Linked DNA regions of Mus musculus: region 2 is linked to region 1. Evidence: chromatin contacts called from public HiCAR-type data. All regions are on one chromosome and are shown on one strand. Each heading gives the region's core, a stretch centred on a gene start, on an enhancer-like site or on the middle of the called end of the contact. The rest is flanking DNA. Distances are from core to core; before and after follow the strand shown.

Region 1 (5,570 bases), core at 2,898-5,397:
CTCCCAGTCACTCTGACCCTCCACAGCTGCTGCCAACTCTTGTGTGACAGCTCAGTTAGAACTCTCCTTATCTTAGGCCTCAGAGTCTCTGTCCCTGAGACCCAGAGGGGACAGTGGTTACCTCTCTGCTCAGCAATTCCTGGACTCTGGTGACAGTAGAATGGCCACCCAGATGTTTCATATTGCTCCCTTACTCACGGAGGACATCCTATCCCTGGATCTGGTTCCCACGACAGATTATCTCCCCTGACTCTATTGCTCCCTCCTTCCTGAAGGTCTGGCTCAGTTGGAGGACACTGAGTGAGTGTATTACATTTTCATATACTGGGCATAAAGTCATTTAAAAAAATCTCAATCTGTGCATGTGTGTATGTCTGTGTCTGTGGTATCTGTGTGTTTGTGTGTATGTGTATCTGTGTGTGTATGTGTTTGTGTGTCAGTGTCTGAGTATCTGTGTGTATGTGTTTATGTGTATGTCCATATGTATCTCTGTATGTGTGTGTATGTGTCTGTGTGTGTCTCTGTGTATCAGTGTCTATGTATCTGTGTGTGTCTCTGTGTGTATGTGTGTGTTTATGTGTCTCTGTGTGTTCATGTATCTGTGTGTGTCTCTGTGTGCCAGTTTCTATGTATCTGTGTGTGTGTGTGTATGCATCAGTGTGTTTATGTGTCTGTGTGTCCATGTGTATCTCTGTTTGTGTGTGTGTTTATGTGTCTGTGTCAATGTCTATGTATCTGTGTGTGTGTGTCCATGTGTATCTCTGTGTGTATGTGTCTGTGTCAGTGTCTATGTATCTGTGTGTGTGTTCTGAATGAGAATGAGCTTGTTTTAGATCAGATCTATCAGGAAGTTACTCACTCCAGCAAAGCAGACTAAATAGATTGGGTCAGAACAAAGCCAGGCTGCCAACTGCTCAGAGAACTGCAGAGGGCTGCTGAAGCCGCATCTCCTTATAATTGAAGAGGGGAGATGCCTCAGAATAATAATCAGGCCATGCAGACAGAGCGTTGCATAGCTTTCTAGTCAATTATTCATTAGCTAAATATTTGAGTTCTTGCTACACGCCAGACACCTTGCTAGACACTAAAGATAGAACACTCGGGAAGGCAGATCAAGGTCACTCCCCTTGAGCAGTTTAGTGCGGGGATCCTGCAAGTACAGATTTTAAATGTGGAAATCATATGGGATGCCAGGTGTAGTATACTATGTTCGCTGGAAGATCTAATCTCTTTTCCCACCACACCATACAGGTTGCCCACGTGACCAATGTGACCTGCAGCTTCTGCCAGTTTCAGATTGCTCACTTGGAGGGAAGATAGCTATTCCATGGATATTCAACTTTCCAGGGAGAATCCCACAGAGGGAGGAATGGAGGACTCTTGCCAACAACAGCCACGCCAATAATCTGTCTTGTGAGCAGATCCTTGGGCACCAGTCAAGCCGTCAGCACCCACCCAGCACCGGCTGACTCAACTGCAACTGGAGAGGAAATCCCAAGCCAGGGCCACCCTAGGTAAAGCACTCCCTAAACCATACTTACTATGAAGGAACAAAGTGTCATGTAAAGAAACTAAATTAGGGGGCAATTTGTCACACAGCCATAGTGAACTCATGCATGACAAAGGGGACCTAGAAGTGACAGCAAAGTTGAGTGTGGCTGCTTTTTAAGTGCACTGGTTGGGACAGGTCTTGCTTGCAAAGGAGACACTGAGCAGAGACTAAAGAGTTGGGGGGTGGGGCAGGTGTGGTGGGCACTCCTCTAATCCCAGCACTCAGGAGGTAGAGTCACGTGCATCTCTGAGTGTGAGGCCAGGATGGTCTACAGAGTGAGTTCCAGGACAGCCTGGAACTCACAGAGAAACCTTGTCTTGAGAGAGAGAAAAAATGGGGGGTGGGGGTGGGGTCCTGGGAGCCAAGAAAGCACACGTCTAGGGCAAGTACGCCATTCTGAGGCTAGGGCTAAGGTCTGAGGAAAGGGTGTACTGAGAAGTCTGATGGACAGCAGAGGCAGTGTGGCTGGGTAGTGAGGGTGGAAAGCAGGGAAAGGTGACTGCAGGGGATGGGGGAGGGAGGGAGGGAGGGAGAGGGAGCAGTGGGTAGTAACTGCAAGGGAGAAGTGTGCTCGCACACTCCAAGAATCACCACGGTCCTCCATGGCCCTCCAGGGGCAGTTTCAGTTTGGGTGCCCTGCAGGGATTGATGGAAGAAAGGGAGTGGAGAAAAACACCATGGCTTTGTCACAGCGAGTAAGAGAAACTGAATGTACCCGCAGAAAGCAACTAACGCCAAGAAGTGGTGTGCAGTTTGGAAGGGACACACCTGCACGTGGGCAAGCTGACGAACCTTTTCTGGGACAGTGGAGATGAAGGTTGGAGAAGTTGCTGAAGTCGGTATTGAAGTGGGGGAGAGGTGGGTCAAAGATAAAATGAAGAGTTGGTCTTCAGAAGGGCTGAGGGTTCAACTGTGATAAAAGGAATGGGTAGCAGTGACCCACATGTAGATGTGGGGTCCCTGGCAGCCTCTGCTGATAATCTCTCCTTTTTCAGTGGAAGAAGGGAAAGGTTTGCTTGTAATGCACGGCTGGAAGTGAAGAACGCCAAATGAAGCCACCATCAGTATGTAAGGAAGACAGAGGCAGAAAGCCACAGAAGAAGACACACCTCACACAGCTTGTTTAGAAAGGAAACTGGCAGAATGCATAGAAGAGAGTCCTAAAGTCCAAAATAAACAGGATTGTGAATTGTACCCGATTCCTGATGCTGGGTACGTGTTTTCTAGGGGAGATGTGAAAGCAGGTGTATTAACCCCAGCTAAGACACTGATGGCAGACCAAAGAAATGCTCTACTCAAGTCCAGGGAACCTGAGTTTATTTGCATTACTTACACAAGCCTGGGTGGGAATGTCCTTACAGAAGCAGCCACTCAAAGGCAGCTGCACCACTGAAAAGCCCAGCCCCAGCCTGGGGGCTGCATCCCTGAAGCTCCCTGCCCTACCTGCAGGCAGCTTCCTAGGAAGAGACTTCTCTGCAGGCATTAGCTACTGGATTTTTATAACCTTAGGGAGAGGGCTTGCAAGTCCTGTAACTTTGGGACACTTGAGTCTAATAAGTTCCAGTAACTTCCTGAGCCTTGGAAGTTTCTTTGGTTTCCTTATGAAGTTTTATGGAGTCTTATGAGCACCCCCACACCCTTTCAGGAGAGAATGTACTAATTTGGAAGAAAGAGCTGCATAGCAGGTGACTGTCAGTTGATCTTTGTCAACTGTGGCTCTGTGTATATTCATGCATGAGTGAGCAATGTGGTAAGAATATTCCAGAATATGGGCTCATTCTGACTTAACCAAATTCTACCATCTTCACGTGTTCAAGGTTTAAAAAAAAATCCTTGTTTTAGAGAGGTATCTGGATTGGGTGGACCTCACTCAAATTTTGAAGAGAATGTGAAGGTATGTAAAGGGGCTAGAACCAAGCAGAATCCTCTGCCGTCTTACCAGGCAAGGCACATAGCCTACCGTCATCAGTAGATACCGAAAATTCCCCCTCTACTTACACCCAAGCAACGTTCCTGTGCTCAGCTGGCACACTCTCCTGCCCCTTTCCTCCAGGAGAAATGATTCAGGGTAGGACTCTACAGGGTATCCCCCTTTACTAACTGTGAGTATTAAAGTGAGTAATTCTTACACGCATTCGCGACCGGCCAGGAAAGACGAAACAAACCGGAATCTTCTGCGGCAAAAGCTTTATTGCTTACATCTTCAGGAGCCAGAGAGCAAGAGAGCAAGAGCAAGAAAAAGAACAAGAGCAAGAGAGAGCAAGAAAGCAAGAAAAAGAACAAGAACAAGAAAGCAAGAGAAAAAATGGCAAAACCCCGTCCCTTTTAAGGAGAATTATCCTCCGCCTAGGACGTGTCACTCCCTGATTGGCTGCAGCCCATTGGCCCAGTTGTCATCACGAGAAAGGCAGAACACATGGCGGGAAAACTGCCCCTGCACGTGTGCAGATTATGTTTACTACTTAGAACACAGCTGTCAGCGCCATCTTGTAATGGCAAATGTGAGGGCAGCTTCCTACAAGTAATCATTAGCTCTACCTGGCCCTGGCTTTTCTGAGACTCATTAAGTCCACACTCACAGAGAACCCGTGCCTGCTGCCCTGAGTGTTCTGTTATGCTTTGAGCTGGCATGCTTGAGTTCCTAATGACAGGCTGACTTCTCTCTCAACCTTGGGGACACTTTTGTCTCTTTATTTCTCAAACTGAAGAGAGAGACATTACTTTATTAAGGTCCATACTGGTAAAGTTAAATAGTGTGCTGAATTTTCATAAAACCATGACTAATAAGTCTGGGGTGCAATGGGTTGGGGGCAAAAAACCAACCAAACAAACAAAAAGCATGTTTGACTCTTGTGATAATTGCTCTACAATCAAGATAAAAATATATAGATGATAGATAGATGATAGATAGATAGATAGATAAATGATAGACGAATTGATAGATGGATAGATTGGTTCCTTCGGTGTCTGCCTTTCATCAATACACAAAACTTCTCTTTAAGGAAAGAAATCTTTACTGTACTAGCAGTGTTACCAAAAAGAAAAAGTCTCAAGTTAAATTTAAGAGAATGAACGAAGAGGGGGGATTCTTAAAATACTTATTTACTAAAGTTCAGTAAATAGAGAACAAAAGAGTGTTCCTTCTACTTCTTAGGGTCTACTTGCTTTTTTTTCCCCCTGTTTCTCTGGAATAAGCTAACAGAGAAACAGGCTTTAAAGAATGCTCTATAGTGTCCTTGGAAACACAGTGCTACCCATGGCTGATTGCCACATGGACCTCAGAAGGGCTGCAGGGTTCATTGGCCACCTTGTTGTGCTCTACTGCCCAAGCATCCAGAGCTCCTGTTGTGCCCAACACAGGAGACTCTGCTCTTGGGAAAGAGGGCACCCTGAAAGAATTGAAAGACATGGTTTCTTCAGAATGAAAAAACCATATGTGACATAAGTACAGCACCTGATTTAACAGGTCTAGAAACCATGACATATGTGCAGCCCCTTTTAGAACTAAGGACAGTAAGGCTTAGGAAGGCCCAGAAACTCCCTCCAACCATACCATGGCAATGGAGGAGAGTGGAGGAATAGGATAAAATTCTAAGGATTGATCAAGGAGGGGCTGAACCTGAAATCACAGGACTCTGACCGCCATCAGCAACAGGAAACCTGGCAGCCAGGCCTCAGGCAATGAAGTCATTGTGAGGGCAGTCCTTTGGTTACTAGGAAACCAGAATAACTCACTGCTACTAAACTTCAGGGCAGCACAGCATCAGGAACTGCCCACAAGGGAAATGTCTCTATTGACCTTCCACAAGTGATGTAGTAGGCTCTAGGGTGAAGGTCAATAGATGTAGAAAGGATTTTGGTTTCAAAGAATATAAATCTTTTCTGGTTTCAGAAGACTTGGTTGTTACGCTTGTTTTTACCACATGACCTCTGTGACTTGGGTAGTCAATGGGTTCTTGTGTTTCACTGAACCCAGCAAGGTAACCAAGAGCTGGAATACTGTAGGACCTAATTTTAC
Region 2 (6,008 bases), core at 377-2,876, 55 kb after region 1:
GGGCAAGGAAAACTATTGGGACACAAGAAGACAAGGGGGTCCCCACTCTCACTAGTCATCAAGCAAGGATTCCTTTACTGAAGGCCATTCTCCCCTTGTGGCTGTAAATCCACAATCTGAGACTCTCACTAGAAACCGCAGGGGCTCCTGGTTTTACCTTAGCAGACTCTAATCTAGATGAGGTTCCCTGAAGTTGTCCTCTAGTTGCACCAGAAACCAGAAGGGGTCAGGGTGAAGTGTAGCAACCCTTCCAGATGTGAAGGAGGTGGGGTGGGGTGTGCTTCTCTCTCTCTCTCTCTCTCTCTCTCTTTTTCCCCAGACATGGCTTCTCTGTGTAGCCTTGGATATCCTGGAACTCAACTGTAGAGCAGGTTAGCCTTGAACTCACAAAGATATGCCTGCCTCTGCTTCCTGAATGCTGAAATTAAAGGCCTGCACCACCACGCAGGGCCAAGATGTATCTTGAGAGTCACTAAAAGAATGTATCTGGTAACTGCTAAGACATTTTGCTGTGAATCTCTTATGGGAAGCCCAGACCCATCCACAGGTGTCTTGTTCTCTCACTAAGCATCTCTCTGTCATAGCTCTTTTGCCTAAAATCGGTTACAAATGGCTTCTAATAAACTGAGACTATTCTGTGAGAAGCCCATAGCCATGTAAGGTGTGTTATGTTCTTTTTTTTTTTTCTTTTTTTTTTTTTTTTCCTGTTGCTTTTCTTTCCATTCCAAACAGACTTCAAGTCTATTTTTTACTGGTTTGCTTTGAAATTCATTTCGAAGTTGAAGCCCACGATACTGTTCCGCAGTTAAAAGATTAGGAGAATGCCTTCAGATGTTGACAACACTACCGCCATTCCTCCAGGCCTCTCCTGACACTCTTTGGTGGCTCCAATCCAGGTCTACTATCTTCCCTCTCAAGCCTCTGTCTCCTAACTTCCCTGGTGGTCTAGTGGTTAGGATTCGGCGCTCTCACCGCCGCGGCCCGGGTTCGATTCCCGGTCAGGGAAATACTGTTTTTTCTCTCACAATTTTCTAAAAAAAGTACTTAATAATCACTCGAGAAAAAACAAAAAACAAAAACAAAACAAAAAAACCGCTGGCTCTAATGCTTTGCGCATGCCCCGAGAGTGCTCTACCGCTGAACTACATCCCTAGCTCAATTTTCTTAAACAAAATGGGGAAAGGGAATTTCACAAATAGGAAGCACTCAGCTGATAGATGTTTCAGGTCTTGACTTTAGTAATCTTGCTTTGGGGACTTCAGGGAATTCTTCCACATTCAAACTACTCCCCTTGCCCACCAATCCTAACACTGCCTCCCCTTACCCTCATTTCCTCCCTACTCACCCCAGGCAAAGCCTCAAGGGAAAAAAAAAAAAAAACAGACGAAATCCCTTAATTACCCGGGGCTTCTTGGCAGCCTTAAATTGAAGACTGGCGGGACTGGGAGTGGAACGTGGGAGGCGTGGGGGGGGGGGGCGGGACCTTAAGCATGGCGGGGGGCCGACGGAACTGCCCTCCCTGGGGACCTCGGCCGCGCATAGCATTGTGGAAGTTGTAGTTTTTACGGGTCTGAGTTTCCAGATCGGACGAAGTCTCAGGACTCACTTTCCCGTGCTCCTGTGCGCAGACTTAATTGGAGCAGGTCCGTGGGAGGTCAGGAGATTGCGTGGGGAGCTTGGTTATAAAATGTGGACCCGAATCCCGGGTGTCCGAGGAACTTCTGCTTTTGCGGCCTCCCCTTCACACGGTTTGAAGTGCAAGTTTCAGGTCCAAGTAACTGCCCTGACTGAGCCTGCATGCAGTAGGGGCGGCCGGCAGACGCTAGGCTTAAACTACTAGACAATCTTTCTGCTCCCACCCCTTTCTCTCCACCTCCGGCCTGACTGTCGCTGGGTCGCCCCGCTAGAGTCGCTTGTTCTGAGAGCTTGGATGCACTTGCCCTCCAGTTCCCGCGAACTTCTGAGTAGCTGCTGAGCCGCGTTGCCTGCGGAGCCCTCAGCTTCCACAGCCTCCATCATGCGCGTGTGGGTCCCCGTGGGTGTCCTGACCTCGCTGGCTTACTGCTTCCACCAGCGGCGGGTGGCCCTGGCCGAGCAGCGGGCTCCTAATGGCCAGCGTCCGGTGGACCGCAACCTACTGGAGCTGAAAATGGTGCAGGTGGTGTTTCGACACGGGGCACGGAGTCCGCTCAAGCCTCTCCCGCTGGAGGAGCAGGTGAGAGGCGGCCCACAGAGGGGTTCTTGGGGACACACTTTAGCGTCCCCCGTCGGGGCTCGGGCTGGGTCCAGACCAGAGGGAAACAACAGTAGACTGGCCCTCAGGCTGTGGCCTGGAGTCATCATCCCATGCTCATCCCAAACCACCGGTGTGGTGTGTAAGCCTTCCTGGCTAGGGCAGCCCCTGCCCCCCAAACTTTCAGTTGCTTGGTGTAGTGAAACTTTTCAAAGATGCATAAGAATGTCCCAGGCGGGGGTTCTTATTTAAATGCAGATTCTGATTCTGCGGATGTGGAGTTGGGTCACGTTTCGTAGTTCTGTGGTTGAACTTGAGTTCAAGGACCTTGTAAGTGCCTGGTTGTTAATAACAGAGATCATTGTACCAGGAGATACCTTTAGTGCTTCCGCAGTACAGAGCAAGCTGGCACCTTTGGAACCAGATCTTAATACAGATTTTTCTTGTGGGCTTGCCAGAGACCATTTGAGATCTTGTGAAGTCTTATTGCGGACAAGGACTGTATCTTGGGGTTCTTTAAGGTCAGGTTTAGAAATCTGGAAAGGATTTGTGGTAAGAAGGAGGGAAAGTTAATTAACTAATTTTGTGGCTATAAGTCAGGATAATTATGATTAAAGCACAAATAATTAGCTTTTTGTTTAAAAAATAACCCCTAACAGTATACAAGAAAAGGGCACCAGAAGTCCCTAACACCCCGGGTTGAATTTACCCATGGAGTCTGTATTTGTTCAGTTGCAAATACTCTTAATGGTCATTTCTGTTTTCCTGAAGGGCTGTGAGTTATAGTTTCAACCCAAGATCTGGTCTTTAAAGAGGGTTACACATGAAAAAGCCAAGCAACCAGGGCAGCTCTCACATAAATAAATATCTTTTAGCAGGTGTTTGTTTACCAGGTCTCCAGTTAGCCTGTTCCTATGGCTGTACTACTTTCTGTCTGGCACTGCAACCCACTCTACGCCTTTAACATTAGATCTCTCAGGTTGTCTTATCATTTTGTCTACACATGCCCACCTCTTTGCACCCCTCCTCTCTCTCTATTCTTATTAAAGAGTGTTAGAGAGATATATTTATGTTTTAGACAAAGTTAGCAGTAATAGCAGAGAATAAAAGTTTGTCTGGATCTAGACCCAGTGTATATAGACAGTGCAAATACCTATCAATACCAGCCTGTACTGGTGGATTCCAGTATAGAACTGGTGGATTCCAGTATAGAACTGGTGGATTCCAGTATAGAACTGGTGGATTCCAGTATAGGACTGGCTTCACTGACAAATTATCCCCATTCTTTGTTGAGGGGACTGGGAAGAAAACCAACCCCACTCAGTTCATTACTGGGAAGATATTCATTACATTACTCCTGCCTCTTTGAATTGGAAAAAAAAAAAAAAAAAAAAGGTTTAAATCCTTCCAGGGAGTGTGTGTGTACGTGTGTGAACCAGTTGGTGTGTGATGGGAATCTTACACCTTTATGGTGGAAGCTCCCAATAATCCCAGCTTCGTTAGCTTTTCTTCCTGTAGCTCCAAACTGTGGAGAATGTAGTTCCATGGCCTTGCTTTGTAGAATGAGCAGGACCGTTGCTTTAACGTCCCACTCATACACGGCAGACTGTAGGCTGCTACTTTAAATTTAAAAAAGACTTAGGGGTGTGTGGGTGTGTAGGCCAGAGAAGCTGGAAGAGGCCGTTGGCTCTCCTGGGACTGGAGTTACAGGTGGTTCTGCTCCTCGTGGCGGTGCTTTGGCTGCTGTCCCCAGAGCAAGCACGCTTAGCTGCGAGTTCTCTCGCCAGCCCTAGGCAGAAAGCACGTCTGGTTTTCTTGGATAAAGTTCTGTGAATAAAAGCCTGGGATGGAGCCAGCTCTGGTTGTGAGGAAATGCCATCAGCCTCCTGTGACTGACTCTAATATAATAGGATATATGAATATATGTTATATATCATGTGTGTGTGTATATATATATGTATATATATATATATGTATGTATGTATATATATGTATATATATGTATGTATATATATGTATATATGTGTGTGTATATATATGTATATATATGTGTATATATATATGTATATATATATGTGTGTGTGTGTGTGTGTGTGTATGTATATATATATATCTGAACCTGTTTCTGGATATTGTCTCTCAAGGTTTCTTTTCAAAATCCATGGTTATTGAGTTTTCTAGCCTTCCTTATTCTGCTCTTGTCAGAACAGACTACACAGCGACAATGATAAGACTAAAGTTACCTTTGCTACGATTTCTGATTTCTGACTGGTTTATAGACAGGCGTGCTGTCATCAGGTCAGTCTTCTCACGGGTCCTTACAAAGAGGCATTGTTCGAAACAATACAAGTTTGGCTGAATTGTTTTCTTATCGGTTTGGGTAACAGTTGATCTGTGCTTTGGAAATAAAATCATGGAACTTAGTTGAACATGTTTCTGGCCTTCAGAGTAGCTCCCAATTCACTTTCAAGCAAACTTTTGAACTCGACTTTAAACTTTCCCCCAGGCTTCTTCCAGACAGCGGCAAGGTGACCCCCGGTAGGGAGGTCTTTCAACTCTTATGAAGTTGAGCCTAGCCCAGTCCCTTGTTAAGTTCCTGTCTGCCTTTGACAGTGTGGTTGAGCTGGGAAGCCTGCTGTGTTGCTTAATTCCTGCCCAAAGCTCAGCCGAGGTGGATCTATGAAGGATGTGCCAGTTCCTCACTCCACTGGGTTCTAAACCCTGGCAGGATATTGAATTCTTCAGAGATAGTATGGGGGCTTGGAGCAATGGCTCAGCAGTTAAGAGCATTTACTGCTCTTGTAGAGGATGCTGCTTCAGTTCCCAGCACCTGCATGGCTTCTCTGAATGGAGCCCTTCAGTTCTAGGGGTTCCGCTGTACTCTGGGCTCTGTGGCCACCAGACACATGTGTGCTCAGATAGATGTGCATGCTGCCAAAACGTTCATACGTGTTAAAAAAAAATCATGCCTGGGTCTTCCTCCTAGAGATTCAGATTTAATTGGTACAGGGTATCTGAGCATTGCAAGAACACTTCTCCTCTGGTGCTTTAGAAGTATCTGGGCACTATAGCACTGAGAAGTGGACACCACACCCCATAAAATCCCAGATGCGATTAGCCTGGAATGAGGCTCAGAGTTCGGCAACTTAAAAATTCCTGTGATGCCTTATGTACAAGGCCATTCATTGCTTGTTTCCTGAGACCTTATCCTGGAAGGTCAGGAGATCTCTCTCTCTCTCTCTCTCTCTCTCTCTCTGTGTGTGTGTATGTATGTATGTATGTATGTGTGTGTATACATATATACATATATACATATAACATGGGATGTAACCAATCCATCCCACTGTGACGTTGCCTTCCTAGGGTTGTGATATGGTGGGATCTTTGTACTAAATTGAATGAACAGGGACAAACAGTCCCACAGAACCCATTGCTCTGACTACCGGAAACCTGTCCACTTCATTCCACTATCCCCTTATGATGCCCCGAGGGAGAAAATTTTCACTTTAGGGGTGGTATACTTCTCTTGAGCTTTGTCTTGCTTGTATCTTTGAACTTGTCTAGGCAAGTTCTAAAAGCCAGAGAGTGTAGTCCAGAATCTGTACCCCTTCACAATAGACATGCGCTGTTGGCCGTATGTAGTTTTTGTTAGCTTTCCATTCCTTTTGTCCTTACATTTGCTTCTTACTGTCTTTTCCCCCTTGCTGCGAATCAGTCACATTAAGTTATATTCTACGTATTGCTATCACCCAATTTTCTTTTAAGAGTTATTATT

The links. HiCAR-type assays count read pairs that join an accessible place to other places.
Region 2: a contact with region 1 is called in a HiCAR-type map of kidney, with 2.1 times the contacts expected there. The contact joins the promoter of Acp6 here to the enhancer-like site in region 1. A contact is called at or near these places in 7 of 39 promoter capture datasets (hippocampal neurons, liver, macrophages and 3 more), 6 of 484 Hi-C or Micro-C datasets (B cells, CD8 T cells, the HL-1 cell line and 3 more), 9 of 115 datasets of contacts at active chromatin or transcription factors (embryonic stem cells, epiblast stem cells, intestinal crypt epithelium and 3 more) and 2 of 9 other capture datasets (adipose tissue and liver).

Annotation. Positions count from the first base shown.
Region 1 is chr3:97,100,029-97,105,598 of GRCm38.p6, forward strand. It overlaps Gm31183 (a long non-coding RNA gene), which reads left to right and starts at 1,064. Exons shown (of 4, transcript XR_375879.2): 1 at 1,064-1,117; 2 at 1,252-1,514; 3 at 2,274-2,369; 4 at 2,548-2,931. Within about 2 kb of position 4,148, at least 2 of the 459 cell types and tissues checked have an H3K27ac peak or open chromatin away from gene starts, as enhancers often do. A contact at or near this core is called in kidney, where this site is marked.
Region 2 is chr3:97,157,151-97,163,158 of GRCm38.p6, forward strand. Acp6 (acid phosphatase 6, lysophosphatidic) reads left to right here and starts at 1,627. Exons shown (of 10, transcript NM_019800.4): 1 at 1,627-2,215. The coding sequence starts at 2,018. It overlaps n-TEctc12 (a tRNA gene), which reads left to right and starts at 935; the gene lies at 935-1,006.